Regions from separate parts of the Mus musculus genome. Here region 2 is linked to region 1. The links are chromatin contacts, called in public Hi-C maps. All regions are on one chromosome and are shown on one strand. The core of a region is the stretch at or near the end of the contact, and the rest is flanking DNA. Distances in the headings are between cores, read along the strand shown. Region 1 overlaps Sorcs1 (sortilin-related VPS10 domain containing receptor 1). Region 2 overlaps Sorcs1 (sortilin-related VPS10 domain containing receptor 1).

Region 1 (2,700 bases), core at 120-2,619:
GGCCAGGTATAGAAACTGCACATACAAACCAGCACACAAGGTGAAGGCAAGCACACACAGGCCTAGAAGGGTTGGCTCTTTGCCAAAGACAAAATGCCTAGATGGAGGCTTCTAACCTTAAAGTCAAATTTATATAGGATATGACCTTCTGCTAGGAATTGTTTTAACACTATTTACTTTTGAGTTCCCTGGACATCCAATATCTGCCATCATTGGCTAACTCCCATTGCTTAGAAGATAAGTGTCGAACATGTTTGAGATAACTCTTACCAAGGACATGCTGCCCGTGGTAGTTTGAATGAGAATGTTCCTCATCGGCTCATATATTTGAATGTTTGGTCTTAGTTAGTAGAACAATCTTAGAAGGATTAAGACATGTAGCCTTGCTGTTGGAGGTGAGTCCATGACCATCATGGTGGGGAGCATGGTGGCAGGAAGGCAGACATGATGTAAGATCAGAAGCTGAGCACTTACAACTGATACACAAGCAGGAGGCAATGGGAGAGGGAGAGGGAGAGAGTGAGAGACAGAGAAAGAGGCAGATAGACAGAGATGGAGAGAGAGAGAGAGAGAGAGAGAGAGAGAGAGAGAGATTGATTTTGTCCTTGATACTGAATTTTAAAAATCTCAAAGTCCACCCCCAGTGACTCTAAGGTTGAAGACTGGATCACTTCTATTGTCACTTGTCCCCTGACAGGACTCCCTTAGTACATAACAAGGAAAGAGTAGGCTAAGCACAGGTATCCCTTGCTGCCTCTTTCTTGGTTATTTGCTTTCTTATTATTGAAGGGACACCTACACAGAGTTTCACTATTTGCTCTTTATCAGATGTATGGTTTGTAAATATTTTCTTTCAGGCTTTAACTTATTTCTTACAGTAGCTGTTATTCTCTCTAACATAGAGAGGCTTTCTGGTTTTTTGCAGTTCTATGATTTCTTTTTGGCTTTGGAAAAATCTATGCTCAGACTAATGGTGTAAACAAACAAACAAACAAACAAACAAAAATCCCTGTTGTAAATATATCTTTCATTATCCAGATGTAATTGTCACCTCAGAGGCTTACTGCTGAATAAGCTCATCCTCTCTAGTTCGTTCTGAACTCTGGCTGGCTGGTTCACCTCAGCTCTTCTGGCTCCAACTCTTCTCCAAGCTGACTGAATCAACCTGGCTTCTCTCAGTCTCTTATTGAATTGCTCTGCTTGGCCTCAAATGAACTCTGGAAATTTGTTCTGATTTTCTGGCTCCTTCTATTTTCTAGCTTCATCTGCCTCTGCTGACTTGCGCTGAGCTTCAGGGACTCACGAAATTAACTGCTCTCCACTGAACAGCACTCACTGCAGTAACTCCCAATCGACTGATCTTCTCTCCCCGCACTGATCTTTTCTGTACTGTTCATGTGAAAGTTGGGCCTATTCTACTCATCATCTTGTCTGTCCCTCAGTTAAAAATTACTTTCAAACTAAGCTTCTTCTTTCTACAAACTAATTTTACCTTAAAGGTGTGTACTAAGGGAGTGTCTGTATTTCAACTGGAGGGATTAAAGGTTGGCATGTCTGCATTCCAGCTAGAACACATAAACCTAGGTCTTTGGATGTGATTCCCTTACCAGAATAGCCATGTTGCTGGATTAAAATCTACACCTGTAGTTTCTTCTAGTATTTTTATTGTATCAGTGTAGAACCCAAAATAAATTCAAGACTACCTAGCCCTTTCCCCCTCTGAAGGGACTTTCCAAACTATATAGTATAGGGGTCAAAAAGACCAGACTAAGCCTGCAGCTTCCACAACAAGATTAGCAGTTCCCAGAAAAATTCTCCTACCCTGCCCCACACTGAATTCTGAGAAAAACCACAAACTGCCCCGACCTTGTCTCTAGAATTCCCCATGACGTTAATAGTTGTGATGTTAATAGCTGAACCATAACTTCAAAATGTACTGCTGCTTTGTTGAATAACCCACCATAAGGGCAGGCAGAGTGAGTCACTAGGCCAAAGGTACAAACCAACCAATGCCTGAAAAGGTTACTTGCTACACAAATTAGAATCAGCCAGCTAGCCCTGTTGCCTGAATCTGCCCCTTACACGGTATAAAAAGTGTTTTCTTTGTTTGTTAGGAGTCTCTCCTCTTGCCTGAATGCTGGGGGGGGGGGGTCCCAATGCATTGGATCAATAAAAATCCTCTTTCAGTTTGCAGTGATGGCAGTCTCTGTAATCTTTGTGAATGAGGGTCTTTTGGTGGACTCCAACATCAGTACTAACATTGAAATCTTCACTCAGGATGATACCCTCCAGGTCCATCCATTTGCCTAGGAATTTCATAAATTCATTGTTTTAAATAGCTGAGTAGTACTTCATTGTGTAAATGTACCACATTTTCTGTATCCATTTCTCTGTTGAGGGGCATCTGGGTTCTTTCCAGCTTCTGGCTGTTATAAATAAGGCTGCTATGAACATAGTGGAGCATGTTTCCTTCTTACCGGTTGGGACATCTTCTGGATATATGCCCAGGAGAGTTATTGCTGGATCCTCCGATAGTACTATGTCCAATTTTCTGAGGAACCGCCAGACTGATTTCCCGAGTGGTTGTACAAGCCTGCAATCCCACCAGCAATGGAGGAGTGTTCCTCTTTCTCCACATCCTCACCTGAATTTTTTATCTTAGCCATTCTGACTAGTGTGAGGTGGACTCTCAGGGTTGTT
Region 2 (2,870 bases), core at 123-2,622, 71 kb before region 1:
AGCTAATCGTCTCAAGAAGTAAGCCAGAAATTCCTAGAACAACAGATGGTATATATTTACCCTGTCTTAAATGCACTAAAACAAGCCAAACCATGAGCTGTCTTTTGTACACTCACAGCAGCTCCTAAATAAAGATCAAACAACTTTTCAGATGGTGGTATCTTTATAGACTTATTCTCCCCATCATGACAATGAAACTTGGCCTGAAAATACGTTTTTACAGGCTTAAGGCAGATTGGCACACTTATAATTTAATTGTACTGACAATGACCTCATGAGAAATCATTGTTGGTAGGAACCCTAACCATTAAACCACACTGACGAGGTGTATGAAGAAATCATGTGGGAAGCAGAGCACCAACGTGCTGATAGCATGTGTGCCTGAAACGTAACTACCCCCAATTGGGCTGCTCATAGATTCTTGAACCCCAGGATCATAAGGAAAAAAAAATGCTTGCTTTTAACCCGCTAGTCTGAAGTATCCTGTTAACAGTAATGCATTTATAAAACAGATATTTCCCTTAAAAAACAAACAACTCTCCACCTTTTGTGCTGCTTCTGAAAGATGAAATTAGCCCAAGACACAGACAGACCTTTGGAAATGCAATCACAGTGCATAACTTCTTCAAAAGAGTTTTACCAATTGGTTCTGTAAGAAAGAGAAGGGAAAATGGAAAATCGACAGATAAACACATGATTATGCTCGGCAACATGGCCATTAAGCGTGTTCGCTCTTATTTCCTCTCAGAAGCAACTTGAAATGATCAAATGCCTGTCATGAAGTAATTGAAGGAAGAAGGACAATTTCCCATGAACTAGACCTCCTGGCTAGCAGGGGGCTCTAATTCCTCCATAATTTGTTCTTCCCCCCCATGTTCCTGAGGAGCAGCAGCAGCAGAAGGAATTCTCACTCCACTACTCCGCAGATCCTCTCTGAGAACCCCCTGGTGGTCTCCATAGTCTTTTCAGGAAAGCATTAACAGCCAAATATATTAGCAAGGCCACATGCTGCTGAAGCCTCGTTAATCTTCTGCAGTACACCCTGGAATTTATGCCACTTTACCACACTGCATTAATATAAGTAAAACTAAAATACACTTACCAGGACATTCGTGCAAGGAGAGGGATGAAGAGTGTGGCTACCTTCGTGACTGATTGGTAGAATCATTATGATTTATTAGTGTGGGCTCATTTCCTTGATTTTTCAACTTGATGTTTACTCAAAGGAAAACCAAGCACACACCTTCAGGGTTTCCCAGAAATGGTGTTGTCTTCATCTAACTCGGTGTCAAAGTGTGCGGAGACCTTTTCTTTCTTGCTCTCCTCTTCCCCACCTGCCTTAATCATTTCTAGTGGTATAAAAAGATTTCTCATCATTAAATGAACATCAATCCTTGTGAAGTTTCCTAAGAGCTAGGAAGGCAAATGCTTCTTTCTTGCATCACCATGGTTCCTTTTGAGAGCAGCTAACATTTTTAAATGATGTAGCCTTTTGGCAGTTATAGATCTTTGGAGATCTAAAAGAGAATTTATTCTGGGGTTTCTAATGTCCATGGAAATGTGTTCTGATTACATGTGAAACAGGGGGGGTATTGATATTCCATGAAATTTTAAGGTGGAACAAATATTACCAAATTATTTAATTGGTTTCTAAGTGACAGTAATAAAAATGCCCCCTGAAATTATATATTTACCTTTAAAATACTATGTTTAGGTTTGTAAACTAAATGATACACTCATAACCATTAATCAATATTATATATTACCTGGTGAGTTTTATACAAAAAGAGCTGTGCCATCAGCAAAATGAGATTATATTTTTCACATATAAATAACACACAGAATACATATATTAGGAAACCAGTTCTGCTTCTTTAAGAGCTAGCATGTAGGATTACTAATATTATCATTCGATCAAAGATTTTTATATCTGTTTCTCTTGCTTCTTTCTTTTCTATTTTTATGGTAAAACATAAAGTCATTCATGAGAGGAGAGATGTTTAATAGACAGGAAGCAAAGTGACTTGGGCTATTGTGGGAATTCTGACATAAGTTAAGATTGGATATTTTGCTTTATATCGAAGACTCCATTTCCTTTCTTCCGGAATACCCTGTTTTGGATGTATAGCATGTAATACCTAACACCTGTCATTGAGTGTCCCCATAACCTTGTCCCTTTATTGTGTCCTTTGTGTCCCACTGTGAACTATTCTTTCTCTCTATTCCTCTCCTATCTTTTCACTTTCTTCTTCCTTTCCTTCGTGCTCTTTTCTACAAATCAACTGTTCTTTTTCTTTATTTTTTTTTCATCAGAATCTATAGTTCTAAATCACCACTCATTATGAGGCAATCCATTGAATGCTCACACATTTACAAACAGTGTCCACCTTAGGTTGCATTGCTACTTACAAATTGTGTAACCCTGAGTCATTGCTGAGCCTAATCTCCTTTTTGTCAAATGGATAGAACAAGCTCTCTCAAAAGTAGTATCATATTTAGTACAATTGACCAGAATAGTGGTTTTTCAGTTGTAGCAGGGTGCCCCACACAAACTACATGTTCAGGAAATACCTACTTGTTTATTGTCACTGTCCTCATAAAGGCAAAACTATTCAAGGACCTATACCTTTAGAGCACTACATGACACATGAGAGAGAAAAGTTTCAAATATTTGACTCTGGACTGGACCCCTACTACTATTATTGCGATATAAATAACAGAGTTCCCAATGTTTCAGAGTATTAATATCCTTGTGTAAAATCATTCTCTTTTTCTCTCTTAGTGAGTGCAGCAACCATTCGGGATGATTTTGTCTAGAATCAGACTTAGATCTTGGTAACGGCTCTTTTTGAAGTTTCAAGCTGGTGCAT

Evidence for each region. Hi-C and Micro-C count contacts between places; a contact is called where the count stands out from the background.
Region 2: a contact with region 1 is called in a Hi-C map of the 63-12 cell line, with 2.4 times the contacts expected there. The contact joins two enhancer-like sites. A contact is called at or near these places in 1 of 15 datasets of contacts at CTCF or cohesin (pro-B cells), 3 of 484 Hi-C or Micro-C datasets (the 63-12 cell line, Th1 cells and nephron progenitors), 1 of 115 datasets of contacts at active chromatin or transcription factors (astrocytes) and 1 of 9 other capture datasets (liver).

Annotation. Positions count from the first base shown.
Region 1 is chr19:50,269,785-50,272,484 of GRCm38.p6, reverse strand. All of the region lies in intron 6 of Sorcs1 (sortilin-related VPS10 domain containing receptor 1), which reads left to right. Among named protein-coding and RNA genes, the nearest start is that of Gm26629, 410 kb to the left of the region's middle. Within about 2 kb of position 1,369, at least 9 of the 459 cell types and tissues checked have an H3K27ac peak or open chromatin away from gene starts, as enhancers often do. A contact at or near this core is called in the 63-12 cell line, where this site is marked.
Region 2 is chr19:50,340,388-50,343,257 of GRCm38.p6, reverse strand. All of the region lies in intron 3 of Sorcs1 (sortilin-related VPS10 domain containing receptor 1), which reads left to right. Among named protein-coding and RNA genes, the nearest start is that of Gm26629, 340 kb to the left of the region's middle. Within about 2 kb of position 1,372, at least 2 of the 459 cell types and tissues checked have an H3K27ac peak or open chromatin away from gene starts, as enhancers often do. A contact at or near this core is called in the 63-12 cell line, where this site is marked.